Linked DNA regions of Mus musculus: all the other regions are linked to region 1. A link is a contact called in public Hi-C and promoter capture Hi-C data. All regions are on one chromosome and are shown on one strand. The core of a region is the stretch at or near the end of the contact, and the rest is flanking DNA. Distances in the headings are between cores, read along the strand shown.

The links. Promoter capture Hi-C pulls out the DNA fragments that hold promoters and counts their contacts. Hi-C and Micro-C count contacts between places; a contact is called where the count stands out from the background.
Region 2: a promoter capture Hi-C map of pre-B cells shows a contact between it and region 1. The contact joins the promoter of Fam241a here to the promoter of Papss1 in region 1. A contact is called at or near these places in 1 of 39 promoter capture datasets (pre-B cells) and 1 of 484 Hi-C or Micro-C datasets (CD4 T cells).
Region 3: a Hi-C map of B cells shows a contact between it and region 1, with 5 read pairs. The contact joins the promoter of Zgrf1 here to the promoter of Papss1 in region 1. A contact is called at or near these places in 1 of 39 promoter capture datasets (pre-B cells) and 2 of 484 Hi-C or Micro-C datasets (B cells and CD4 T cells).
Region 4: a promoter capture Hi-C map of hippocampal neurons shows a contact between it and region 1, with 4 times the contacts expected there. The contact joins the promoter of Ap1ar here to the promoter of Papss1 in region 1. A contact is called at or near these places in 4 of 39 promoter capture datasets (hippocampal neurons, liver and pre-B cells) and 1 of 484 Hi-C or Micro-C datasets (CD4 T cells).

The regions. Positions count from the first base shown.
Region 1 is chr3:131,559,496-131,566,133 of GRCm38.p6, forward strand. Papss1 (3'-phosphoadenosine 5'-phosphosulfate synthase 1) reads left to right here and starts at 5,273. Exons shown (of 12, transcript NM_011863.2): 1 at 5,273-5,488. The coding sequence starts at 5,429.
Region 2 is chr3:127,894,852-127,901,754 of GRCm38.p6, forward strand. Fam241a (family with sequence similarity 241, member A) reads right to left here and starts at 1,472. Exons shown (of 2, transcript NM_027482.3): 1 at 1,183-1,472. The coding sequence starts at 1,332.
Region 3 is chr3:127,550,099-127,556,980 of GRCm38.p6, forward strand. It overlaps Zgrf1 (zinc finger, GRF-type containing 1), which reads left to right and starts at 3,391. Exons shown (of 26, transcript NM_197997.2): 1 at 3,391-3,557; 2 at 5,198-5,287; 3 at 6,095-6,175. The coding sequence starts at 5,267. It overlaps Larp7 (La ribonucleoprotein domain family, member 7), which reads right to left and starts at 3,251. Exons shown (of 13, transcript NM_138593.2): 1 at 3,085-3,251.
Region 4 is chr3:127,834,696-127,841,911 of GRCm38.p6, forward strand. Ap1ar (adaptor-related protein complex 1 associated regulatory protein) reads right to left here and starts at 2,828. Exons shown (of 10, transcript NM_145964.3): 1 at 2,454-2,828. The coding sequence starts at 2,530. Gm43653 (a long non-coding RNA gene) reads left to right here and starts at 2,802. Exons shown (of 2, transcript XR_003954551.1): 1 at 2,802-3,488; 2 at 4,171-6,380.

The sequences.
Region 1 (6,638 bases), core at 4,023-6,522:
AATATGATTATATATATATATATATATATATATATATATATATATATATATATATATTTAGTAGTATAATGATAATCCTGAAAACATGATCTGATCACAGAGGAGGAAATAACAAAGAAATCATCATTTACTCTATGAAGGCTATCTACCAGCAACCTCACAGTTCACTCGCCCTGGTTCCAGTGAACTCTGCCTGTTTCATCACAGTCAAGTTGCCCTTTCCTGCTTTGCTTCTATAAAGCACTCTATGGGAGAAGCTCACACAGCCCCTAGTAAGGGCCAGAGGGCTGTGTTCCTGCTCCTTCAGAGGCTCTAACTATTTAGAATTCCACACTCGAGGAGGTTTCCTCCTTCTCCATTAACTCTTTCAGCCTCTTCCGGGCATCAGCAGACTCACAGGTGTTTGTTTTATTACATTCCAACACCACAGTATTTGCTGCTCAACTGCTTTCAACTTTGGCCACTGGAGCTCTCTCAGTCCGCGCCTGTGTTCCTTAGACAGATCCTTGTAAGATGGTTGTACTCGCTGGTTTTGTGTGTCAACTTGACACGGGCTGGAGTTATCACAGAGAAAGGAGCTTCAGTTGGGGAAATGCCTCCATGAGATCCAGCTGTAAGGCATTTTCTCAATTAGTGATCAAGAGGGGAGGGCCCATTGTGGGTGGAGCCATCCCTGGGCTGGTAGTCTTGGTTCTATAAGAGAGCAGGCTGAGCAAGCCAGGGGAAGCAAGCCAGTAAGGAACATCCCTCCATGGCCTCTGCATTGGCTCCTGCTTCCTGATCTGCTTGAGTTCCAGTCCTGACTTCCTTTGGTGATCAATAGCAACGTGAAAGTGTGAGCTGAATAAACCCTTTCCTTCACGACTTGCTTCTTGGTCATAGTGTTTTGTGCAGGAATAGAAACCCTGAGTAAGACAATGGTGGATGTATTGATGTAAACATTCTTCTCTTCCCTTCTCCCATGCCTTCTCTTTCTTTTCTTTCTTCCTGAACAATGTTTCACGTACCCCAGGGTGACTTAAAACTCACCATTTAGCTAAGAATGACTTTGAATTTCTGATTCTCCTATCTCCCCATCCTTCGGGCTGGGATTATGTCGTGTCCCGTCCCTGGCACCCCCCACATAACACAAGTGCTAGGGTTGAATTCCCTGCCCAATGAACTCTATCCCCAGCCCTGCATTTTCTTATTTTCTAAGTAAAATACGCTCTAGTTCATCTTATATGGTTTCCTTCATATTCCCAGAATGAGTCATTTCCTCATGGAGCCCTGGATCTTTTTATTGGAAACAACATTAGAAAGCAGCTTCTTGTTTGTGACCACTGTAGCACTGGGAATCCAGTATCTTTGAGGCAGGCATGTGTTCTGGTGGATGCTACTTCTCCTGAGCCCCTGTCAGCTGACAGACAGAAGAGATGTATTTGCATACAAGGCTGCATAAAATATTTCAGTTTTCTCTCACCTTGCCTGAGTTTCAGTTTCCGTCCAGTGCCATCCACCTCTTTACTTACTGTTCAGTTTCATCACACTAACATCACAACATGAGAACTGTTAGCTGGCACGCCTGTGGTGAGTGACTTGATCACCCAGCTCCATCCATCTCAGCTTTGTTTCTTAAGATAAGATCTTACTGTATAACCAGGGCAAGCCTGGAGCTTAATAGAGACTAAGTTACATTGTTTAGGGCAGTGCAATGAAATGGTAGATTTTAAGATTTAAAATGACTATTATTACTACAAAGGGGCACACACACACAAAAGAAACATCCATAATGACTTTTAAAAGCATCTTTTGCTTCTATGTGGAGAAGGCAGCAGAGACTGGATGCTCTTTCACCTGATACAGCTAGAAAAACCCAACAAAGGTAGGAGACAGTTTTCCGAGCCTGGGAAGCAGGCAGGACTGAGCAGTAATATCAGATAGTGAACACCCATTAGACGTCGCTTTTGCTAAAAGGAGTGGTCGTCTCCCTGGGCTCACAGGGTCACTAAACGCAGGCTGAAAGCTTAGCATACCTAGTTTTACTTTGTGTCTGTCCCTTTTACTGTTTACCCTGTTTAATTTCTGCCTGTAGCTCTGTTAATCACTCCAGGAATGTTCATCTAACCCCTTTGAGATCTAATCTATCTCATTTTCCTTCAAGGCTCAAGGGACAAAGGTTAGGAGCCACTGTCCTAATCCTGAAGTCATCTGGGGTGGAGCAGTTGTGCATCAAAGGATAGGCCACATCCCACATGCAAAAAAAAAAAAAAAAAAAAAAAAAAAAACCAAAAAAACCAAAAAACCCCCAAAAAACAAACAAACTATCTATGATGGGTAGTCACTACCCTGGAGCTAGAGAAATCTTATGGGTACCAGACTGTTCTCTTTAGGCAAGGAGAACTGATTTTGGTCCCCTTGCAGAACCAGAATTGAGATAATGATCACCTAAGCCACACTCTTTTCCCTGCCTCCAACTTAAAGCTGTACTTAACCTCTACTTAAAGGTAAAATTGCATATCACTACCAAAAGATAAACCTTGGGGGTTACCATAACGATTTATATATTCCCCTCCCCCGACATGCCACACTGACTTAATCTCCATTGCTTTTTCGGCATTACTTAAATTGGTGTATTGTGGCAGGTGATTCCCTGCTGGGCCTATAGGAACCAATGACTTTCTGTAAAACTCCAGTAACAATGGGAAGGTAAACTAAGTCCTAGCCCCAGCCTATTAGCTGTCCCGACCATTGTCCAGGGAGGCGGAGCCAGGGCAGAGATCAACTTTATCTGAACTAAAGAGATGGAACTGTAAGACAGAACAGCAGAGATGGAGGGAGAGAGACTTGAAAAGTGAGCTCCAGAGATCACAAAGTCCACCTGAGCAAGAGCAAGGGGAAGGAGCCAAATCCAGTCAGAGAAATGCCACTTATAAATGTGAAATGCCACTTACAAATGTCCAAGGACAAATGACCCAGAAAGAATCTGTACTCTCACCAGTCCAAGTGAGAAAAACCTTGGCATCGTTGACATATTCACAGGGGGTGCTGAGTAACTGGGAAGAAGTACGGTCAGGATAATTTATAAGTACAAAGAAAAACTTCCTCTCAGGTGTCTCTGGTTAAGAGGGAAACTATAGCAAAACCTATCTTGGAAGAGGTTTCTGTAACATGGATTTGAGATGACATCAGAAAGCAGGACTCAACAGTGTTCAAACTACTGCCCAGGACACGAGCTTGCATCACAAAGATTTGACAGTTAAATTATGCTCAGTGGCTCGACTTAGGTATCAGGAATTCATCTGGCTCTTGCTTTTTGGACACCTGGACGGTGCACTATCATACTGTTGGAAAAGCACTACTGCTACACAGCAAAGTAAAAAGTTGGTTCAACAGCACCTCTCAAGGATTTGTTCTTAAAATACGTTTATAAGCACCGGAACTTAAATACACTCGGTTGTCCCTTTTATTTTGTAGCTGTCCCTTTAGTCTTCTCATTGTGGCCTTTTTGATGGGCGAACGCTTCAACAGAGTTTAGCTGTAAGGACCAATTTAGTCAATTAGGACTCCCATGGCTCCAGCTGTATCTATGCACTATTTCCCTTGAGCAGGAATGGGGGCTCTCTGAGAAATGGCTGGTTCTGGGTGGCACCCGCCCCCACCACCTTAGTCTGAAACTTAGAATCTTTTAAAAGAAAACAATTATTTTTTTAGGTGCATACAAAAGAATAGGTTTCTTTATGACATTTTCATAAATATATGTGATTGGCCTTTGTCCACATTTTCTTGTTTATCATTGTCCTTATTTTTAGTCTTTTAGTCTCATTCTTGTGACTGCTATAAGCAGAATTTAGAATTGTATTGAAATTCAGTCCTATATACTATTAGATTAAGAATCCCCTAGATAGAGCTAAAGGATGGAACACGCCTTGAATCCCAGCACTCAGGAGTGAGAGGCAGGTGGATCTCCGAGTTTGAGGTCAGCCTGGTTTACAGAGTGAATTTCAGGACAGCCAGGGCTATAAAGAGACATCCTGACTCAAGAACACAAAAACAAACAAACCAGAAAGAAAGAAAGAAAGGAAGAAAGGAAGAAAGAAAGAAAGACAAAACAAGCAAGCAATAAAGACATTTTATATATATGGTGGAGGAATAAGATCTGATTTGCATGTTAGAAGTACCTGTCTGACACTATTGAGAACAGAGAGGTTGGCAGAGGAGTGATACTTGTTGTGTGCGTCTCTCTGTGTGCGTGGTGTGTATGTGTGTGTGTGTGTGGTGTGTGGCGCGTGTATCTGTGCAATGACGACTCCTGTTAGACGTGGAGGAGGGAGATTAATTTGAGACTTTGTCAGTGGAGCAAATAGGAACTGACTTGCTAGCAATAGGCTATGCAAGTAAGCCTCAAGTGTTGATTGATATGTGTGTGTGTGTGTGTGTGTGTGTGTGTGTGTGTGTGTGATCACTGGTCGTCATCAGTAGCGGAGTAAGCAGCTAAATTTTGTGAGACTGTGGATGTTTGCAGTTATGGTTATGGTGAGCTTAAAGTTATGGGGATGAGTGCGAAGGGTTATAACTCCTGGAGAAGGCCTCCCCCTCCCAGCCCCATTCTTTTACGAACTGATCATGGACTATATGTGGTTGGAAATGCCCTTTATAGGTGAGCATTCCGCCTTGCGTACCAGGGAACCTGGATTTTAGTCCTCTATGAGTAGCAAGTACTAGAGAAGCCCCTTTGTGGCTAGTCAGCGGCAACAAACACTGCATAGAAATTTCCTGATAGAAAGCGGCTCTCCAAGTGGGAAAGGCGTCACCTTACAAATACTTTCTAATCCTTGATGAGATACAGTTGATGTCAAAAAAACATTGTGCACTGAGTAGGATTGCAAAGCGGTGAGCAACATGTAATGGTGAATTCACTTAAGTAATCCTACTTTTTGCAGGGCTGGGAAACATTTTTTCAAAGTCGGCCTAGTTGACAAGCGCACACATCGAGCCTGTGCAGTGTTTGCGGAAGAAAAGCTAGAGAGCAGCAGGAGCCCACGTCAGCTTCTTCCCCTACCAGCCTCAGCTCTAGGGAGCGTCTCCCACGCCCAGCTCTGCAGGCGTCGCTCCGCCTCGCTCACTGCGCATGCTCAGCATCTGAAGGCTCTCTTCAACAAACCCTCAGACCACGCCCCTCGTCCTGGGTCAAGGCGGAGCTTCAAGCGCCCCTCCTGGTGATTGGATGTTGAGGTCTCGACCCCGCGCCTCCGCTTCGCCCCGCCCTCCACGCTGCTCGGATGCCTAGCTCCAGCCGAGGCGATCACTAGCTGGAGCGCACGTCAGCGCGCGCCTGAGCCCGGGGTGCAGGCCCCGCCCCTTCTCCCTGCTCCGCCCCGCCCCTCGGCCTCTCTCCCACTGCTCGGCCCCGGGGCTCTCAGCAGCAGTGCATCCGCGCTCCGCGGCCATGGAGATTCCTGGGAGTCTGTGCAAGAAAGTCAAGCTGAGCAATAACGCGCAGAACTGGGTGAGTGGTGGCCGCAGGCCGGAGCGCGGGGAGCGTGGGTGGCTGTGGGAACCGCGGGCTGCCCGTGCATCCTGCGGGAGCCGGGGGCGGGGACCCGGGCGGCGGCGGCCGGTGAAGGCGAGTCCAGGCCCGGAGCTGTCCCCTAGGCTGGCGAGGCGGAGGGCTGCGGCGGAGGCAGACGGAGGCGCCTCTGCACGTTCCGGGTGTGCTTGGCCCAGGTTTGGGTCGGTCTCCGAGTCTTTACGTTTCTGAGTTGCAGTGTACTGAGAGAATAACAATGTGGTCATTCATGGATCGGGACTGCAGGACTGAGGTTCTTTGTGTCTCTGTTTTAAATTGGAATGTCGGACACAGACATACTTTTAAAGACTCGATTTCTGGTGACAGTTAGGTGTGGGAAGATTAATAGTTTCTAACATTGAACAGCGAGTGCCAGTTGGCTTCATTGGCCAAGTGCTATGGCTTCAGAGGGTCGTTTACTTCTGTAGTTTATTCATTGGTGGTGGCAGCTAAGATGGTAAGCGCGAAGCTGGAGACCATCCAACTTTGGAGGCTGCAAAGGCCCTGCTTCAGCGTTAGATGGATTTTTTTTTTCTTTTATTCCGCAGGTAACAGGATCATGAAGTTTAATTTAATCTTGTAAATCATCACCTGCCCTTGGTGAGTCAGGAGAAAGTTAAAAAAAAAAACGCTGTTTCAGGCTAGTGTTCTTTTGAAGTCATTGATTTGCCACGTCTGCTGTCAGATTCAAGAATTCTCACTGTCTTCTTTCATCCTTTACCTTAACTTCTTAGAAGGTGAGAGGGATGTGAGATAAAAGGGAGATTAGGAGGTTGGAAGGGACAGACTCCTGGCGTGGGCTCCAGTCCCCCGCCTTGCTGTTTGTAAGTTGGGTGATCTTGAGGACAGTCACTCCACTCTGAATCTCAGGTGACTGGAGGGTGTAACAGTGTGTCCTTCTCAGGATTGTCTTTCTGAGTAGAGAAGATAACGAAGGTGAAAGAGCAACGAAACCATTGCTCTGAAACTCCGATTCAGCATCACTATTGTTGCTAACAGGATTTTACGGATAGGGAGGTAAGTTGACTAAATTGGAGTATTTCAAAGAAGTTTCAGTAATACTGTCTGTCTATAAGTCATTTATTTAAAG
Region 2 (6,903 bases), core at 222-2,721, 3.7 Mb before region 1:
GCAACATGCAGAAGCAGGCAGGAAAATGAAATTTCATAGTACAATAGAGGAAGCAGGCATGTGATAGGGTATCTATTCTCTAGAATGTATATTTAATTTTTTGTTTCATCCCCTTTCCTTGTTCTAGTAACAATATCAGTAAGACTAGAGTTCCTGGCGCTGTCCATGTCATTGTATTGCTAAGGTCCAGAGATGGTTAAGGGAAGGATTTCACATATGCCATTACAACCATTTGCACATTTACTTTTGGAAAGGGAGTTTTAGTTGCTGGCTGTGTTTTCCAGTTGAGCAAGAGTAAGAGGAAATCAAGACCTTCTCTATTGAGACATGCATGGTACAGTTTGGTAAGAACACCGCCCGCAAGGGCACCAGCAAGATCTCCTAGCTACCAATTTATTTGCTTCAGTCACTGGCTCCTATATTGTCACATAGATGAATAATTACTGTCTACACGGTGATCAAGCCCACATTAGCATTATTTTTGTTTCTTAAGTAATGGGTTTTATTAATGTATTTAGTTATTAATGTACTTAGTGATATTAGAGGACAAGTTACAGGTATTATTAACTGATGATTCCAGAAGTCTAGGCTTACTTATGTGATTTCTAAAGGTCTTTGTATCTGGGGGATTTTTGAGTAGCTAATTACTGTACTGCCTGTAAAAAAAAAAAAAAAAAAATCGTCCCACGTAGAACTCCATCTTTACATTCAACTGCTAGTCTAGTCTTACAGATATCTGATGTTATAATTTCCCTTAGTCTTCTCAATGATATCCAATTCTGAGAACTTTAAAAGTACCCAGTTTCCTTATTATGTCTGTTACTAAAGCTTCCTTCCCTTTGGTGCTCACAGCAGGCAATTTTCTTTTTTTTTTTTTCCTTTCCACTTCTAAAATGAAGTTCAGCTCTGCTCGGTGGTGCTGTGAAACTTGCTCTGGGAGAGTCCCGGTGTCACCTAGGCACCGACCCGTGCTTCCCGATCCTCTGTGCGGGCCGTCCGCCCACCCCGTCCAGGGCGCGTGCAGTGCTCGGAATTCGAGCGCACGGCGCGCCCACGTAGCGCAAGTTGCCGGGTGGTTTTGAGGTGAGGCTCCGGAGGGCATTTCCACCGAGCCCGGCCCCGCCCGTCAACCGCTCGCCGCGTGCCCAGCCGCCACCCCGCGGCCCGCGCGCCCGCGCTCACCTGCTCGCCCTCGTCCTGCGGCCGCCGGCGCCGCGGGCTCGCCCCGTGCTCCGGCTCCTCAACCCGCCCGGCCGGCGCCGCCCCGTCCTCGTCGCACTCCCCGCCGGCGCTGCCGGCGCCGCCCCGCAGCAGCTTCCTGGCCGAGCACATCCCACCGCCGACTCCGGCCGCCCGCACGGCTGCCGCTGGCCACACCGGGACTCCCGACGCACACGGGAATCCTTAGAAGCGCGCCCGCCGGCCTGGGGGCCAGAAGTGCAGGAGCCGCCCGCCCCTCCTGTCAGCCGCTCGCCCCACCCCCAGCTCGGGGGCGGAACCCCGGGGGCGGGGGCGGGAGGAGGGGCGGGGCCATAGCGGACCGCGGCCCAATGAAGGCGGGACCTGGTGGGTTGGGCAGGGTACTGGGAGGGGCGGGGCCAGGGAGGGGCGGAACCAAGGGAGGTGTAGCATTATTCCAGTTAGTGCATGAAACTATGAATGAGGCCATAGGCTCCTGAGGGAGGTTGTATGTGTCTGACACCTATTAAAGTATATGACATCTGTGAAATTGTGTATCTGTAACTATCTGTACACAACAGACAGATATCCTGTGGTGTGTGTGTGTGTGTGTGTGTGTGTGTGTGTGTATGTGTAAAAGACAGAGAGAGAGGAAGAGAGAGAGTGTCAGAGGTGAGGAACACTGTAACAGACTACATGAGGGAGATTATGTATGAAATCGGCCATAGGTGCATGAGGGAGATTGTATCTGACAGGTTTTTAATGCATGTGAGAGCCCATGTGTGATTGTGTGTGAGTAACTATACACACACACACATACACACACTTAGATGTTGTGTTTAGTGTGTGTGTGTGTGTGTGTGTGTGAGAGAGAGAGAGAGAGAGAGAGAGAAGGAGGAGGAGGAGGAGGAAGTTATGTGTTGTGAGAAAGTGTGTGTAAGAAACATTGTAACAGACTGTAACCAAGTGCTTACAGGAGATTATATGAAAAAGACCATTAGATGCATGAGACCCTGTCTGATAGAGTATTATAAAAGCCTGTGTCTAATTGTGTGCCTGTACACAACAGATTGTGGAAGACTGTATACCAGAGTCTTTTGTGACAGGACAGTGTGGGAGATCATAGGTGTTGAAAGTTTGTGTGAGGATGTAGGTATACAGAAGAGGGCAACTGAGAATAAGAAGCTCATATGAGAGGGAGCTGTGTGCATGAAGGTGTGGGCACATGTAAGAGGTTCTGGGAGTGTGAAAGACCACCCAAACACACAGTATCCCTCCATACCAGCTGCAGCGGGCGCTCAGCTGTGCCTGGGTGTGCTGTTGGCTGCTTGTGCCTAGGAAGGAATGCAGGCTCTCTGTCGCTTGTTCCTCCCCTTTTGCCTCCTCTCCCTAAGCATCTCTGAGTGACCATGCCTATTTCTCTCTGCTTCCTAGTGTGTGTGGCTTGTGGGAGCCCTGGGCTCATTTCCTGGTCTCTCTGCCGTAGTGTGCATTTCTAGAAATGGTTTAAAAATTCTCAGCGACTGGTAAGAGAGAGAAATCGAGTTTCTTTTTCTTTTTTCTTGCTAGCCCATCATATAAGGGTAAACTGGGGGGCATGAAAGTAAAACAACGAATGGTTTTGCTTTCCTTTAATCCGTGCATTGAGGAAAAGGTTATGGTGTAGCTGGTATATCAGACTGTCGATGGAAATTATTTCCTATTTAACAAATAGGCCCAGAGACGAGTAACTCGTTTGGGAAAGCCTCTTTTAAAATGCCTTCAGGGGCTGGAGAGATGGCTCAGCGGTTAACAGTACTGACTGTTCTTTCAGAGATCCTGAGTCCTATCCCCAGCAATCAGATGGTGGCTCACCACCATGTGCAATGGAATCCAATGCCCTGTCCTGGTATGCAGGTATACATGCAATAGAGCACTCAGATACATAAAATAAATAAACCTTAAAAAAAGAAAAGACTAGTACCCAAAATGTCTTTAGGCCCAGCCAAGGAATTAAATAGGCAGGGACTTACAGGCTTATTTTAAAAAGTGGTTTTGTTTTGTTTGGGCTAGGCAGAAGCTTGTCCCTTTTGCTCACACCTAACACACACACTCTCTCTCTCTCTGTGTACTCAGTGTCTCACAAAAACACCCTTTCTTATACCCAGTCTGTTACACTTTGTAATGTAACCTAGTTTCTTTCTTACAACAGCATCTCACAAATCCTTCTTAATGGTTTCTGCCAAACATACACCGTCCCTAGAGACAAGAAAAATATGCTTTTGGACATCACAAATTAGAAAAAAAAAAGAATCTGGCTTAATGTCTGTCTTAAAGGTCTTTAAAATCTTCGATGACAGCAATAAATATTGTATGTACATAATCAGAAAGAGGAAAGCATTTAGTGGGAAAGGCTGGGAGGACAAGAAAGAGAGTGTAATGGTGTGTGTGTGTAAATATGACCAAATACTCTCTCTTCTCCTCCCAGCTTTTCTCACTAGACACTTCCCTCTTTCCAAACAGGGTGGCACTGGCTCCTGGTTATATACATTATCATTCTTTTTGTCTAATGGCAACATTTCATTTGAATTTTGGAATTTTTCTCTTGACTATTGTTCCCTATAAATGATCTTTAAGAAAAACCAACTCGCCGGGCGTGGTGGCGCACGCCTTTAATCCCAGCACTCGGGAGGCAGAGGCAGGCGGATTTCTGAGTTCGAGGCCAGCCTGGTCTACAAAGTGAGCTCCAGGACAGCCAGGGCTATACAGAGAAACCCTGTCTCGAAAAACCAAAAAAAGAAAGAAAGAAAGAAAGAAAGAAAGAAAGAAAGAAAGAAAGAAAGAAAGAAAGAAAGAAAGAAAAAAAAAAAACAACTCTAGGATCATATGTAGCAGCCCAGAGAACCTTAACCTTCCCTGCCAACCCTGTGGACTTAAGACATTTGTGTCTCTCCTTTGCATGCTTGCATTAATACAGAGAGTGCAACAGCTATGCTCTGATCCATTGGGCAGAATAAAGGGAAGCCTCTTGGATCGGTGAGAGCTCAAATAGCAGGAGATGCACACAGACGGGTTAGTGAAGACATCCAGAGCTTAGCTCGCTCAGTGCATGAGTCCTTTAGAACATGCTGTCTGATTTTCTCTTAAACATTCATTCCTTCTCCTCCTCCTCCTTTTCCAAGACAAGGCCTTGCTTCTGAACACCAACTGGCCTGCACTCAAGTCTCTCCTGCATCTACCTCCAGGGGGCTGTGACTGCTGCTGCATGCTACCGGGCTGTCACAGGCTCCTTAATTCTTTGAGAAGTGTCATTTAATGTTTCAGTAGGTCGTTACTGATGGCTAGGAGGCATTGAGCTCAGACAGATAGCTCTACTCTCAGGAAACTTCCCCTTTAATAAGCACATTCTAGTATGCTTCTCTTGGCCAAAGTAAAATAAAATAAAAACTTTTACCAAGGCATGGGCAGAGTCCTATGTCCATAGTCTCTTTCTATGATACACATTTGGTTTTTTTTCCCAAATGATATGCTTTTGTTCCCAAGAATTTGTTTTTCCTAGAGACCCAGAGAATTACATCTTGCTGCAAATCTAATAATAGTATCTACACAAGACATTATTCAGATTAAATCCCAGATCATACACTTTCAAGTGCATTTTATGGGAAGAGTGGGCTATTTTTACTCTCTGAGCCATATGAGTAACAGCTAAAGAAAGCTATCAGCCACTTGCCCGTGGGAAATATAAGATTGTTATTACCTAGGCAACCACAACATGTCAAACTGAAATTTTTTTCTAGTATATTTGCCTGTTTCCCCAGGAATTAAGTGGAACAGTTTACTTGTTTACAGAGAGTCCAGTGTAGCACAGCATGGCCTACGCAGTTGCTGTAAAGATGACTTTATATCGCACTGTTACCCCTTTATAGCTTTTAATACTCCTTCACTTGATTCATTCGCTCATCTCTCCAGCTGTTGTCAACTTGACACATCATCTCTCCAGCTGTTGTCAACTTGACGCAACCTACACATTCTTGGAAAGAGAAACTTACCATTGAATCTCTTGTATCAGATTGCTATGGCAAATCTATACGGCATTTTCTCAGTTTCTACTCGATGGAGGATCTGGTCCACTGTGTGTGATGTCATCCCTGGGCAGGTGGGCCTGGGCTATGTAAGAAAATTAACTGCAAGTCAGCATAAGAAAGCCAGAAAGTGGCAGTCCTCGGGTCTTTCTTTACTCTAGTTCCTGCCTTGAATTCCTGCCTTGACTTCCTTCAATGGTTCGCTGTAACCTGTAAGGTGAAATAAACCCTTCCCTCCACAAGCTGCTCTTAGTCGTGCTTCCACCATAGCAACAGAAAGCAAAACAGAAGAGCGGGACAGGGTTGCAGATTAACCATCCCAGACAGCCAGTCACTTGCAAAGACAATTTGCCCTACTCTTGGAATTCATTAAACCCTCTGTTCACTTTCTTTCCTCTGGTGTGTTACCTTTGCTCAGTGGTCTGTTGATTTCTTTCCAGGCAGTAGAAATGTTGTCATTTCGGGTGGGGTTGGGGAGGGGAAAGCATGAGAAAACTATCAAACTCAAGGGGAAGAGACAGGGAGGGGAGGGGGAGAGAGGGAGAGAAGGAAAGGAGAGGAGAAGAGAGGGGCGGGGAGGGGAGAGGGGAGGGGAGGGGAGGGGAGGGGAGGAGAGGAGAGGAGAGGAGAGGAGAGGAGAGGAGAGGAGAGGAGAGGAGAGGAGAGGAGAGGAGAGGAGAGGAGAGGAGAGGAGAGGAGAGGAGAGAAGAGAAGAGAAGAGAAGAGAAGAGAAGAGAAGAGAAGAGAAGAGAAGAGAAGAGAAGAGAAGAGAAGAGAAGAGAAGAGAAGAGGAGAAAAAGGACCGATAGCATTCTTAGGACAGTGCACACTCAACTGTAAAGGTATCTGTGCCACTAAGCCCAGATAGGAAGCAATTCAAATGGTGTGTCCTGAACAAAGAGAAGGCTATTTAAAGGGAACAAAGTTACCATTAGATAGGAGGAATAAGCTTTCCTTTTGTGCCCCGTGGTGACCCATAGTCCCATATTCAATAACACTCCGATATGTACTTCAATGTACATAATGTACTGAGCACAGACATTGAAAATGCTCTAGCTGTAAAAAAAAGCGGCAAGCAACCAAGGCTCTGGATATGCTGATCAGCTTGACACAATATTCTGAGACACCACATCTATGGTACCTCATTGCCTCATGAGTGCATCTAAGTATTACTTGTCAAAAATAAAAGTTGAACAATATTTTAAAAGTTTGTTTAAGGATGTCCAAGTAGAACTACAGTCTAAGATGACATTTTATGCCAAACATTTTAAAACACAATGTAAGGCAGGATGATGGAGGGCTCAAGGCCAGCTGAGGCTATACAGTGAGTTTGAGGCCTGGCTCGGCCACCGTAGATATTGAGGACATTTTCAGAAACAACTAAGAGAAACCAAAGCAAATGAACAAGAAAAATAACTTCCGACTGAGAGTAGCAGAACAACCCTGTTGTCTTGCACCCCAGGATGCAGGCAGAAAGCAGGAGTAAAGAACTTTAAGCTCTGCTCAGTTTAGGTTTTAAAAATTTTAGGTGTGAAATTCTGAGGACAAATAGATCAAGTTCCAATCAGAATTCTAAAATGTGTTTTGTCCCTCCCCCCCTTCAGAGAATGCGACTCTGGATGGTGCTTTCTTATAAACGTGATTTTCATGTTTTGATTGGAGA
Region 3 (6,882 bases), core at 2,141-4,640, 4.0 Mb before region 1:
GTCCTGTAGTAATGAATAATTATATTGCCATTCCACACATTTCAAAGGAAATGTATTCTTTCCGGCCAAAATCTATTTATCCTCACTAATGTTAACACTATAATCCACCAAGTTGACCAAACCATATCTGCATGTGTCTGGAAGTTTTCTCATTTCTGTGGTCCATAAAAGGTAGACACAAGTCTGTGAAGATTGATTAAAGAAAATGTGGTTTAAGCACTTTAAAATGTTGCTGTGGAGAAGTCTGCAGAGATGTGGTTAGGAATACTTATTGCTCTTGCAGAGGACACAGGTTCAGTTTCTAGCACTGATATCAAAGCTTACAACCGCCTATAAGTCTGGTTCCAAGGGGGATCCAAGCATTCTTCTGACTTCTGTGGGCATCCGGTATACATGCATACATTCATACATACACACATATATTCCGGTATACACGCATACATTCATACACACACACACACACACACACACACACACACACACACACACACGTATATTCCGGTATACACACATACATTCATACATACACATGTATATTACATAAGTTTAAAAAAAGACTCGCAGGCTGGAGAGATGGCTCATCAGTTAAGAGCACTGACTGCTCTTCCACAGGTCCTGAGTTCAATTCCCAGCAACTGCATGCTGGCTCACAACCATCTGTAATGGGATCTGATGCCCTCTTCTGGTATGTCTGAAGACAGCTACACTGTACTCATAAACAAAATAAATCTTAAAAACAAAAACCAGCCAGGTGTGGTGGAGCATGCCTTTAATCCCAGCACTCAGGAAGCAGAGGCAGGTGGATTTCTGAGTTCGAGGCCAGCCTGGTCTACAAACTGAGTTCCAGGATAGCCAGGGCTATACAGAGAAACCCTGTCTTGCCCCTACCCCCCCCCCCAAAAAAACAAAAAAAAAACCCCAAAAAACAAAACAAACAAACAAACAAAAAAAAACAAAACAAAACCAAAACCCAAAGGGGGAAAAGCTGCCATGGAAAACATGATGCCATGTTATTTTTACCAATCTTTCACTAAATCCTATCAATTTCATCTTTGAAATGGCTCTTACCCCCATTTAATGTTTTCTCCATCTGCTATTAGAATATGAGTTTATAATTGCACTAGAAGTCACCTATCCTTTACAGAAGTTTGTGTCACCTGTCCATAATACTCATATGGTTTATGATGGTTATATTTTATATTTTTGGGAGTGAGCCTAGCTTTTCATGGCTGAGCTATCTTTCTAGTCTGTGAAGGTTATTTCTAAACTTGAAACATTAGTGATTCTGATAAGTTTTTCTTTTTTCTTTTTTTTTGTAGTGTCATAAATATACTGCTAAATGAATGTGGTGATACACAACTTTAATACCAGTACTTGGGAGGTAGAGGCAGGTGGATCTCTGAGTTTGAGGCTGGCCTGCTCTGCAGAATTTCTGGACAGCCAGAGCTACATAAAAAATCCTGCCTCCAAACAATCAAACAAACAAACAAACAAACAACATCCACCCACAAAACTCACAGTCTTGGAACAAAGAAATTACTGTGAAGCAATGCCAGATATTTATATAGATAGATAGTTTTAAATCTTGACAATCCTACTTGGTCGTTTCTTTCCCCTTTTCAAAGGGAGGCTGAAAGGTTATGTAATTCAGTCAAAACTAGGTAGGTAAGCAAACCGAGGTGTTTGACTCTTACACTGTCTACCGTTTAGTAGAAGCTACACTCTGTCAGCATTCACACTATATTCTGACCCAGGAATTTCTTTTTTGGGGGGTGGTGGGTGGTGGTTTCAAGACAGGGTTTCTCTGTATAGCCTGGCTGTTCTGGAATTTACTCTGTAGATCGGGCTGGTCTCGAACTCAGAAATCCACCTGCCTTTGCCAACTCCCAAATGCTGGGATTAAAGGTGTGCGTCACCACTGCCTGGGCTGTCCCAGGAATTCTTCATCTGACCTCCCTGACACTTCTGGGAGTTTAAAGACATCTTAGGAATCCATGAGATGTTATAAGACAAACTTTTAAACAAAAGGTAAAATCATGCTTATACAAATATAAAGGAATATGGTAAATTTAAGTGGAACTAGTCTGTTTAAAGGAGAAAAGACCAGATCAATATGCAGCATAAAGTCAAAATGAATGTTAACATATACTGGTCAGGGGCAATGATTGGGCAAACATGGTTTTCATCTTTATGTTTTCAACAAGTTACAAAGTTGCAACACTGCCCAAAGACAGTGAATGTCACAGATAATCTGGAAGTAAGCTGTGCTAGATGTAAAGCAAAAGACCATTTTTTTTTTTTTAAATTTTAAATCAAAGGTTTTGTTTGTAAAATCACATACAAAATGTTTCCACAGGTACATGTAAAATTTTCAAAGGAACTCGACAATAATATTTTCCAGGCTTTAAACAAAAAGAAGAGTACCCAAAAGATTGAGAACCAAAGTTGTAGTCACGGCAAACCCTTTAGCGGTCTGGAACTTTGCTCCAAATAATCTTTTAGTGTGAATGTTTTATGAAGTCATTCGGTTTCCCACCACCGCCCGGCTTCGAAAGACTACTAAAAGGCAGTCTTACTTCTTGAGGATTTCCATTCTCAATGAACTCTCCACTCATATTTCTCCTTAATTTCTCATAAACGCACTCAGAACTTAAATTCATTACTGTTAGCCCCTTCTACAACGGCTTTTTCTATAGAGGGACTAGCAAAAAGAAAAGACTGAACTTTAGAATGCAAGTTCTCACAACTGATGTCCTTTGGGAAGACAACCTGCCTAACACCCACAGTTCCTCTGAGCAACCCTACTTCCGCACAGACTCCCCCCCCCCCCCCCCCCCGCAGCCGGGCGTGCCCCAAACACCCCAACCCCAAGCTCGGCCCGCCCCCTCTGTACTGAGCTCCGAATAGCAGGGGCCGCCAGGGAACTGCGCGTGCGCACAACGCACGGCGCCAAACCAACGGCACAGTGGCGACGGGGGCGGGGTGAGGCGGACCGCGGATGGAGGGTGGCCCTCAGGAGACCCGACTGAGAGGAGTTCCCACCTCTACGGGTCTGAGAGGCTCTGCAGGCCAGTAGTGACTTACTCCGTGCTCGTCCCCAGATCCACGGTCAGCGCTTGTGTTCTCCCACGCTTTCCTTCTCCCGACCCCTGCGGTCGGCGGAAATTTGCGTCATTCGAGTAGCGACGCGCTTCTCTCAGCCCGCTACGGAAAGACGGGTCCGAGGCCCAGGGTTCGTTGCTGACGTCATAGGCGGAGCATCTCGGGGGCGGGAGCCACGCGGTGACTGCGCTGGCACGCGGAGTTCCATTGGTGGTTTGCGAACGGCGGCGGGCGGGGCCTCCGCGGTACCGTCCCTGCTTGATGACGTCACTTAAGTTGGCGGGAGAAATTAGAAAGTGGAGTTTATGTCATTGAGCCGGTGAAGTGGAGACTTTTCTCTCCCGTGTTCTAGGCAAGAAGGGTGGACAGACCGGGCGACTTGGCGCGGTTGGGAGAGCACTGGACACTGACTCGCCTCCACGGAAGCGACCCACGAGGCGCCGTTAGAGTGCCGGGTGAGGCGGTCACCATAGCGGCCCATCCCGGTTGTGGGTGTTTTAGGGGCTGACATAGGACCAAGGGGGCCATTATTATTTAGTGATACAAAACCTTGAAGTGTCAAGGCTTGGCAAGTGAAGCTATGTTTCTTTTAGGGATCTGTACTGTTCCTTGTGGTTTAGCAGGCCGTTCGTGGTTTGGAAACTTTCCTGGTTTGAGCGGTGCTGTTCTGAGCTATTGTGACAGTTTTTCATCACTGCAGAGGGCCAGATAGAAACTGTTGTTGGGCTCCAGAGCTGGACTTCCTAACGTAATAGATCAAGAATAGGACCTAAAAGAATAGGACCTAAAATGTTCATTGCTAACTAATTGTCAGGTCATGTCCCTGGAACCACTTGAAGATATGTGTGCTTATGTGTGCTGCTTTTGCATCTGTATTCAGTTCACCATCGACGATTTCAAGATTTCAAAATTTGACCTTATAGTTAACATGGTAGTTACAGTGGCTGCTGCAGCACTGTCCAAGAGATTTTTCTTCCTGGGTGTGGTGGCATATTGCTTGTAATATCCCAGCTATTTCCAGAGGCTAGGACGGGATTGTGCAATATGGTCAGATCCTATTTTAAACAAACATAAAGGACTGGATGCATGTAAGCACTATTACCTAGTTTACATATAGTCCCTTTTGTCAGCCCCTAGCACTGGGTAAAAGAAAGAACAAAATTTTCCTTGCAGAGGAATTATATATTGTATATTTGGCTCTAGGATGTTGTGCTATATTGACTAGGGTATATAGTCAACCCTCTGTACCTGTAATTTCTGGATCTGTATTCAGCCAGTTATAGATGGGAAATAGAAAAAAGTTGTTAGTACTGAGCATACAGATTTTTAAATTATCATTTTTATTTCTTCCTTTTAGACAGTGTCTATCTATGTAGTTAGTCCTGACTGTCCTGGAGCCCTATAGGTAGACAGGCAACCAGGCTGCCTTGAAGTCACAGATCCACCTGACTGTGCATCCTGTGCACTGGAATCAAAGTTGTGTTCCACCAAGTCAGGCTTGTTACCATTTCTTGAACAATGCAGTTTAATCACTGTTTGCATATCATTTACAACCTACTAGGTACAAGTAATCTAGAGATAACTTATTTATGTTAGAAAATATGTGCATGCTCCTATTATATGCGAAACAACTATGACGTTTTATATGTGAACTCAAGTGGCTGGCGCCGGATGTTAATATTTGTGGTCCTGAAACTAGTTCTTGGATAACTAGGGATTACGCTAGCAGGAAAAATTTAAGACACAAGGGGGCCATCTTGTGGTAAGTATAATGATTTTGAAAAATAAAATTGAAGTTGGGTTCTAAGGAGCAGTACATGTTGAAGGGAAAACAATCCATTTTCTGGTATATAGCAAGCCACTGGAGAGATGTTTACAGATTTCTAGTAACTATGAGTTTTACCTTTATTTTCCTGTGTGGTGTCACGCAGTTCTGTCCTCCATGACAGATACAGTTTTGTTTCTCTTGGTGGCTTCATAGTCTTGGAATTGTTTGGTTTCTGTCTCCAGTCAGGATTTATTGAAAAAGTTTGTACTTGATATTTATTCTTTTTATCAGGGTCGATTGACCATTCTTTGCTGTTTTTCATTTTAGAGGATATAAATGCTGACTAAAAACTGATTGTTTTCTGGACCTGACTAGTTTATAATCTCAGAAGACACAATGGAATGTCAAGAGTTTATTGTAAGTTGTCTTCTTCCTCTTCTGCTCCTCCTCCTCTTTTTTTTTTTTGTTTTTCAAGACAGGGTTTCTCTGTGTAGCCCTGGCTGTCCTGGAACTCACTCTGTAGACCAGGCTGGCCTCGAACTCAGAAATCCGCCTGCCTCTGCCTCCCACTTGCATTGCTAGACAGGTTTTGTTTTTGTTTTTTTGTTTTTTTTCTTTATATTTAACATTTGAGGTAGTAACATGCAGCTGGATTGTCACACTTGTTTCTGTATTCAATCTAATTGAATCCAGCACCACATATAACAGCTGGGAACTGCATTCTTCCTCTGACGGAGGTGGAATCTAAAGTTAAAAGCGGTGTGAAGTTGTTCTGACCTCAGATGCTGTGAGCGTTGCGGAGCTGTCAGACTTTGGACTGTACTCAGAGAGCTATGTGAATAAGAAACAGTATGCAACTGGGAGCTGGGCTTCCTCCCCACTGACGATGTGGCGCTTAGCACACTCTGATACTTACAGACTCTTACTTGCCCTTTCTCCTTTACCTACTGGTGCTGCCCAGCCTTAAAATCGTGGTTGGTTTTGTTTGTTTGTTTGTTTGTTTTTTCCCGTTTTTTATGCTGGGGTTAAACTCAGGGCCTCATGATGCTAAGCCTGCAGTTCATTGTTGAGCTACAGCTCTTCCCTGACGGTGGCATTGTGATGACTCCTGTGCTGTTATTATTTTGATAAAGAATGGCAGCCTTATTTTTATATGACCTGTAAACTATATGGTATTAAATATGTGTAACTGGCAGTGATGTCTTCCTCATTTTTGGAAATAAGGTCCTATATACTCATCAAAAGATGAAGAAGTCCAAAGTGTGGCAAGATGGAGTTCTGAAGATCACTCACTTAGGCAATAAGGTAAGTACCAAGCAGTTATTGCAGCCTGTAACAGCTGTGTTTTTGACTTTTGATTGGGCGTTAAGAAAACTCTGTTGATAATAAAATGTCCGTTATGCCCACATGTAACCATGTCAAAAAGACATTTTCGGGCTGGAGAGATGGCTCAGCAGTTAAGAGCATCCCAGCAACCACATGGTGGCTCACAACCATCTGTAATGAGATTCCCTATTCTGAAGTGTCTGAAGACAGCTACAGTATATAATAAATAAATAAATATTAAAAAAAAAGACATTTTCATGTCGGTTTTATTGTACATTAAGAAAGTTCAGTAAGTAAACATTATTTAATTTGTTTGATTGTTAACACGATGAGCTGGCTATGACGCTTCAGCATGTTAATTGTGTTTGCACAACTTACAAGTTAAGCATTTTGTCTGATTTTACTGATGATCAAACTGAGGGTGCAGATGAAGCATCTTACCCAGCTGAAAGTGCAGGGGTCATTCGTGAACTTAGATGTCACTCCGGGACCCATTTTCTAGCTAAGGTTTTTGTTTTGAGACATCATCTCTGTGTTGCCTTGGCTGTCCTGGAACTGTGTAGAGCAGGCTGACCTCAAACTCAAGATATCCCCTTGCCTCTGCCTCCCAAGTGCTGGTATGAAAGGCGTGTGCCGCAACCACCTGACTCTAGCTAAATCTTTTTTATTTTTTTTAAGATTTATTT
Region 4 (7,216 bases), core at 1,578-4,077, 3.7 Mb before region 1:
AGCTAAATATTGGCAAGCACTAAAGCCATTTTCCCTAGGAAAAGAAAAGCTAATCTCTGTGAACTATCACCTAGAAGCAAGGCTGCTGCTAGAATCCAAGGGGCTGAAACCTGTCAGACAGAGCACCCCAAACATCATCACACCTGTGTGAGTAACACGACAACTCACCTGAAGCAAGGATGGGCAACTGTACAGCAACCTAAAGATGGGAAATAAAATACAACACAACTAGGTTCCTAAGAACCCATCTAAGAACAAATAATTTGTAGGACTGGGGATGTAGCTCAGTATGACACCTTAGATTTGAGCCCCGGCAATGCATAAGCCAGGCAAGGTAGCACACACAGAGTTCTAGTCTTGTCCAGAGAAAACAACTGGCCAGCACACGGAGTTCTCCAGAACATGCTGGGAGACGAACCCTCCAAACGAAGAAGGCTAACCCATCGGGATGTCAGTATTTTGTTTCTTGGTAGTAAGGTCTCCAAGATGCCTTAGCACTTAGACTGGTCATTAGTTATCCTCACATATAAAATACTACTAGAGCACACTCAACTGTACTTGGTAATTATAGTGCCGAGATTACAAAGCGTAGAGTAAGTGATCTCATTTTGAGAGACTCCTGGGAAATCCACAAGGCTAAGAAACCAGGCCTCAAATCACAAAGCACCCGTGGTGGAGTCCAGAGTAAATGAGCCTAACAGAGCCCAGGATGTCCTATTTCTTTCTAGCCTTAATAAGTACAGTGACATAAAATCAACGCAGACTTTTGTGAGTGCCCAGTTTTTCACTTAAACATGTACCCATTAACTGCCCAGATGCACACCTAAAGGAAAACAACTAACAGCGACTAAACTGAAAGGCAGTTTAATACCACATGCTTCCAGGAAGCTGCTAGAACTGTTAAGACTGATACCAAACGGTAAGTTTATGGGAAGATTCAAGTAAGGGAACTGTTGAAGCCTATGCTTATAGATGCCAAGAAACAGGACTGACACAGATCACATGGTCTTCGGCATCAGCATCCACAACCCCTAGGACTCACTCAAGGAGTCAGCCAAAGACAAAGTACAGACTCTCGATCAAGCACTACAACATATCTACAAGGATCACATGCCTCACGTGATCTCACCCTGCTAGCCTCTCCTATGCTGCCAAGCCTGGGCTGAGCCAGGAGAACCCGCAATTTTAATGAATAGTGTGTAATGAAGATATCATTTGTAAAATCACTGTTAAAAAAAAAAATACCCAAGGTTCTTACAGAACCCGGGTAATGTACTCCAAAGTCAAATACAAAAACATTGTCTACCGCAGAATTCAAAGCACTCCCTCCCAGAGTTTGACTGTTAAGCCTTCCAAGGAATGATAATAAAGTCAAAGATGTTGTAATGTCCAGTTCTTCCATGAGCCCCTTTCCATAGCTTCACAAACGAGTTCACTCACGAAGTACTTGGAATAACATGATTTTGGATCACAATGCACAACAGCTGTCAAAGTAAAGTACAGAAATCAGGAAAATCAAAATACCAAACTAAGTAGAAATGTTTTAAGTCCATCCCCTCCCATTCTAGGGACGCATAGAGTAACACCTTCACTACTTTGACACACTGCTTAATTAGTGAATCATTTTATAATGCACTCATGACCCAAAGATTCGAATTACAAATCACTTGGTTCCAGTTTGTGTGGGCTGAAAGCTTCCCAATACAAAGCTATTGGCTGAAAATTGGGCACCATGCTTAAGAAAGTTCAAAACAGATATGTTCTTTAGTTAGATTGGCTGGCTTAGATTTTTTGATTCTAGGTTTTAATTCCCGAAAAATGCTTAGGAATAATAAAATCAACATCAATGCTATGTGCCCCCGGGTTTTTTGTTTTGTTTTGTTTTTTCACTATTCTAGGAAATAAAGGTACAACAGTAATCACACAATTTTGCTATTGGATAGAAAAATCTGAAGCATATCCCACTTTCCTCACAAGAGACGTGCTGCTCGGTGACATTTTGGTTAGATTATCGAGCATAAGGGTAGCAATCACAGCATGGTATTCCTCTCCAAAATTCTAAGTTATTGCTATGAAAGGATTCGCATACAGCCGCACCAGTCGCTTCAATGGCCAGTGTGCACTGCGATCCTGCAGCTCTTTACCTAAGAGTTCACCAGAGCCTGGAGCAGAAGTGACTTCTATTTAAAATGCACCTGGGGCATCAACCTTGGGGCCAGATTTTCACCTGTTCTGTCAAGGCCCAAAAGGAAGACCAAACACAGAGACAGAAGCTTTGGCGTTAAGTCAAAGCAGGGTGTGTCCAGGAGGCAGTGCCGGGTGCTTACAGGAGATCGTACCTCCCGAGGTAAGTCCTCAGGGACAGGGAGCCTGCACGGGGGCGGCGGGCACCACCACCACCGCCGATCCCCGGCCGCGCATCCCGGGCATCCCGGGCCTGCGCTGCCGCTTACCCTCCGCCCGCTCGCTGCAGCCGACCCGCTTCCCGGCGGAGCAGCCCGAAGCATTGCGTCCAGCAGCAGTTCCCCATCGCATGCCGCCCGGAGCCGCCGCTCCTCCTCCTGCCCCGAGCGCGAGCCCAGGCGGAGCAGCTGCATCCGCGCCGGCCGGAGCTCGGCAGACGGCGACGCCGGGAACAAAGGCCGCCGCTAGGCCCGCGGGCTCCGGGCTACCGCGGCGCGAGGGACGAGCGCAGGGCCGTGGGGTCCCGGGTCTCCAGCCGTCCGCATGGCCCGCTCGCCACCCGCCCGGCCGCCCGCGCCCGTCACCGCCCCGGCAGCCGCGGGAGGCCCGCGCCGCCACGCCCCCTGCCGCTCCCGGGCTCCCATTGGACACGTTTCTGGCGGCTACCGCTTCCGGCGGCTGGCGCGGGCGTCATTTCCGCTGGATTCCGGCTTGGCTGGCAGCGCCGGGCAGGAGGCGCTGTTCTCGGTTGTAGGTGCTGTGTGCTGAACCTGATCCTAGACGGGGATCTGCTCTCTCTCTCTCTCTCTCTCTCTACGCCACTTCTGGCGCCTTCGTCGCCCGCTGTCAAGCAGTGGGGATCATGCAGCGCATGCTCGAGCGCAAGCTTAGCCTTCGAACTTTGTACCTAGAGCGCACGAGCCTCCCCTTCTGCAGCAGCGGGTCGGAAGTCACCCAACGAGTGCGCTCCAGGATGGCACCAGAGCTAGAGGCAGAGAGGAGGGACTCACTGCCGTTACTTAGAACACACTAAGAGGCTTTTTGTTTTATTTTGTTTTGTTTTGTTTTAATTCTTAAAATATTCTCGTTTGCGGAGCAGCTTATTCTCGTTATACTGCCAGCGGACTGGAGAGACACTGTGCACTCCTAGGCGGATTTTCTTTTATTAAAAACGAAAAGTTCCAGCTTGGGCATGTAGCTCGGTTGGTAGAAGTGTGGTGGAAAAATCTGCAGTCAACAGCACTTGAGAGATGGAAGCAGAGTCATAAATTCAAAGTCAACCTCAGATACACATTAAGTTGGAGGTCAGTCCGGACTGTGTGAGACCCTGTATTTTTATTTTTTATTTTTTAAATTAAAAGTAATTTCAGGTGGAGAAGAGGAGAACCAGAAGAAGTCAGCAAAAGGTCTTGGGTTTTCGGGAGAACAAGCCATTTCTAATTCAAATATAATATTCTAATTCCAAGTTAAGAAGAGCAAGGCTGGGGTAAAGGTCCATGTTCTCAAATGCCACCCTAAAAACCCCCTTTCAGACACCAGGTAGCTTTAAAAGCAGAAGGCAGAAGTATGCCTGGGAGTTGGAGGCCGGCCTGATCTACAGAGCCAGATCCTGGCCAGCCATGTCTATGTAATGAAACCCTGTCTAACCCAACTGGATCCAAGGCATAGTTGTTTCACAAATGCCCAGTTCTGTGGATAACATGCTCCACTGATACCATATATTACAATTTTAACCCACTTTAGTGTGAGTGAAATGGTGACATTGAAAAAAAAAAAAGAAAAGAAAACAGTACTACTAGGAAAACATTCTTTCAACTACTCATTTTGTTGGTTCTTAGCATCAAGGCCAGCCATGATTTCAGTCTTAGCACTTAGTGAACTTGACTCTTTGGTATTCAAGTGGACAAGCCCCACTGCTCATTGGATGCCAGTGAAATGGCTTAATGGTTTCCTAAATTGTCACTGCATTTTCCTCCTCTCTTCCAGTACCTGAAATCAATAATAATAATGTAGCCTTGGAAATGGAACTATAAGTGCGTAAGGAAGCTGGTGCACACAGCCTGTAGATACTACCCAGTGTTGATGAACATGCCTTGAGTGAATGAGTCTGCAGAAACTGATGCTAAACTAAAGTCTGTAAAGCTTACATATTGCACAACTACACTTACAGGAACGTTTTAAAAAGGCAAAGTGATACAAATGACAAGCACAGCAAAGGGCTCCCAGGGGATAAGAAGTGGATCCATGGTAGAAAGTCTGTATTTGGGCTCTATGGATATCATCATGCCCGAGTTTGTGGTACTGTCCTGTGGCTTTGTCAGACACTACTATTGAGGGAAAGTAATGTAAGATATAATGGTGATAATAATAAATAATACATTATCTTACTTCTTTTAAAAAGGTCTGTGTGTGTGTGTGTGTGTGTGTGTGTGTGTGTGTGTGTGCACTCGCCCACACGAGCATGCATACAGATGCCCATAGAGGCCAGAAAAAAGGCATTGGATCAACACAGGCTGGAATTGGTTATAAGTCACCAGATGTAGGTAGTAGGGACCCAGCTCATGTCCCCTGACCCATCTCTCCAGCCCCTCTGTATTATTTCTTGAAACTTCATGTGACACCTTGATAATTGCTCATTTAAGCTTAAGAAATGGGCTGGACATGATGGTGCATGCCTTTAACTCCAGCAGTCAGGAGGCAGAACCAGGCAGACCTCTGAGATTTTTAGGTCTGCGGATTCCTAGAATTCCGGGTCATCCAGAGTTACATTGTGAAACACTGTCTCAAAACAAACAAACAAAACAAAAAACAAAACAAAACAAACAAAAACCCCCAAAGCTTAAGGAATTACAGCTGCAGACTTGACAGGGCACTTCTCATGGGTGCTCTCAGAAACCTCTGTGAAAAACAAATACTATATTACTGGTTAAGTCAGGTCTTAGGATATGAATGGTCTATAAAATCAATGTAGGTGAATAAACCTTTAAACAACAAACTTCACTAAGCAAATCTAAGCAACTTACAATAATAAGTCATTCGCTGGCCAACTTAAAAGGTCTGCAAATGAAATACCCCGTTATGTGCAAGGATCCAGTGAACTGGCTCTCTCTTGAGCCTTAGACACTGACACTTGTAATGGAAAACCATTTGAAAACTATTTATCAGTAATCCCCAAATGAATGATTAACTTGAGGGATGGTAGCTTTGCTGGTACATTCATATTATGCAGTCATCAGAAATATTTTTGAAAGCTAATAGTAGAGGGAATGCCTTTTGACTAATGTGTGAACAATGCTAGTTTGCCGTTTTGTTTTTTGAGATAGGGTCTTGCCACGCAGTCGAGTCTGAGCTCAGCCTAGAGACTGTTTCTGTCCTACGGCTGAGTGAGTAGCATGGCTATAGGCGTGTGCCATTGTGCTGAGGGGTTAAAGCTTTCTGAAGAAATATTGAAAAGATTTGAAACTTTTCATGCAGTCAGTTAACTACTGTTGGTTAATAACCGATGGAAAGAAAACCTGTAGCCTTGAGGAGCATTGATGCAACAGGTGAACGTGAAGGAAACCTAGCTCGAGTAACATGGGCTTGGGTTCCTACTAAGGTGAAATATGTTTCCTTTAGGTTTGGGCAGAGGATGAAGTTAGTAACCACCGTAGCCAAGAATATCCCAAGATAGATGTATGGAATTTATCATAGCTAGGGAATGTATTCATATGAAATGACAAGATATGAAAACCGACCAAGTAGAATATGCAGCTTATCAACACACATAGATCAGCTCTAATAAAGCAGTTTTAATGTCAGCTTTCTAGAGTCCTACCCTTGCCTTTCAGGTATATAAGGCCTCCCTTCCTCACCCTCTTCAAAATTCTCTTAATTAGTATTTTATTATGAAGTCATTTTTTTATAGATGCTCTGGAGTCAGGATATGTTTTATACTTTTCAGTGCTTTCTGATCATCTAACTCCAAATTTGATTTTCTTTGCTCAGAATTTCTTACTGGTTAGTAATCTCTCTGTGTTCTAATACAATATTAGTTCCTTGGGAGATTTTTGTGTTACTTATTACCAAACAAGGACACAAACTTCTTTTAATTCACTTCATGGTTTAGATTACCAAATGCAGGGTATGGCATATGACCAACATAAAAGAAAATTACAATAAACCTTGTCAACAAAATAAAACTATTTACAAACTTGCTTTCAACTGCTTAGTATATTAATCCCTATACTGTATTATACGGACCTTTCATACCTCAGTTGGGAATGCTTCTGATTACTAAGTGAACCTTGTAGTTGCTGTAGAAGCATCTGTGAAGAAATGCTTCCTCTTCCAGAATTCGACCTTTTAGTCTCGCGCTCAAGCGCATTCACAATACTGCCTGAAGTCAGTCATTAAGAAAGTCTGGCCAGTAGCCAGATTAGTGGCACACACCTTTAATCAGCATTTGGGAAGCAGAGGTAGACGGAGCCCTATGAGTTCAAGGCTAGCCTGGTCTACACATAGTGAGGTCTAGGGCAGCCAGAGCTACATAGTGAGATCCTGTCAAAAGGAAGGGGAGGAGAAAAGCAGATGAAATATGTCCTGTGTAAAAGGAAAATCCTCCATTCTCTGCCTCTTTCAGGGTGACTGAAAGTTAAAACATCCAGTGTGTTAAGAGGAGACACTGCTCTGCTACTTAGTAGCAGCATCTTATTTAAAACCTAAAGAAAATGATCTTAAATGCAAGGATCTGGCATCATGATCCCAATGCCTTCTTTTTGTCAGCTTTGGATACTATTCCGTTAAAGACTAATTTTCCAGTGCAGGTTTGAGCTGACCCCGCATTGCCTAACTCTTTTTTTTTTTTTATACTAACACAAAATATTCCAGCTCCTTATAAATTCTCTTACAGATGAAGAAAGGCTTTTATTAGAGGAGGCAACACAGGCACACAGGAAGCACACAGAAAGACCTGTAAAACAGAGCAGGAGGGAATCCCTTATTTTTCATGATAGTCTTTTACTGTACATTTGTACAGTTAAATAAAGAACTG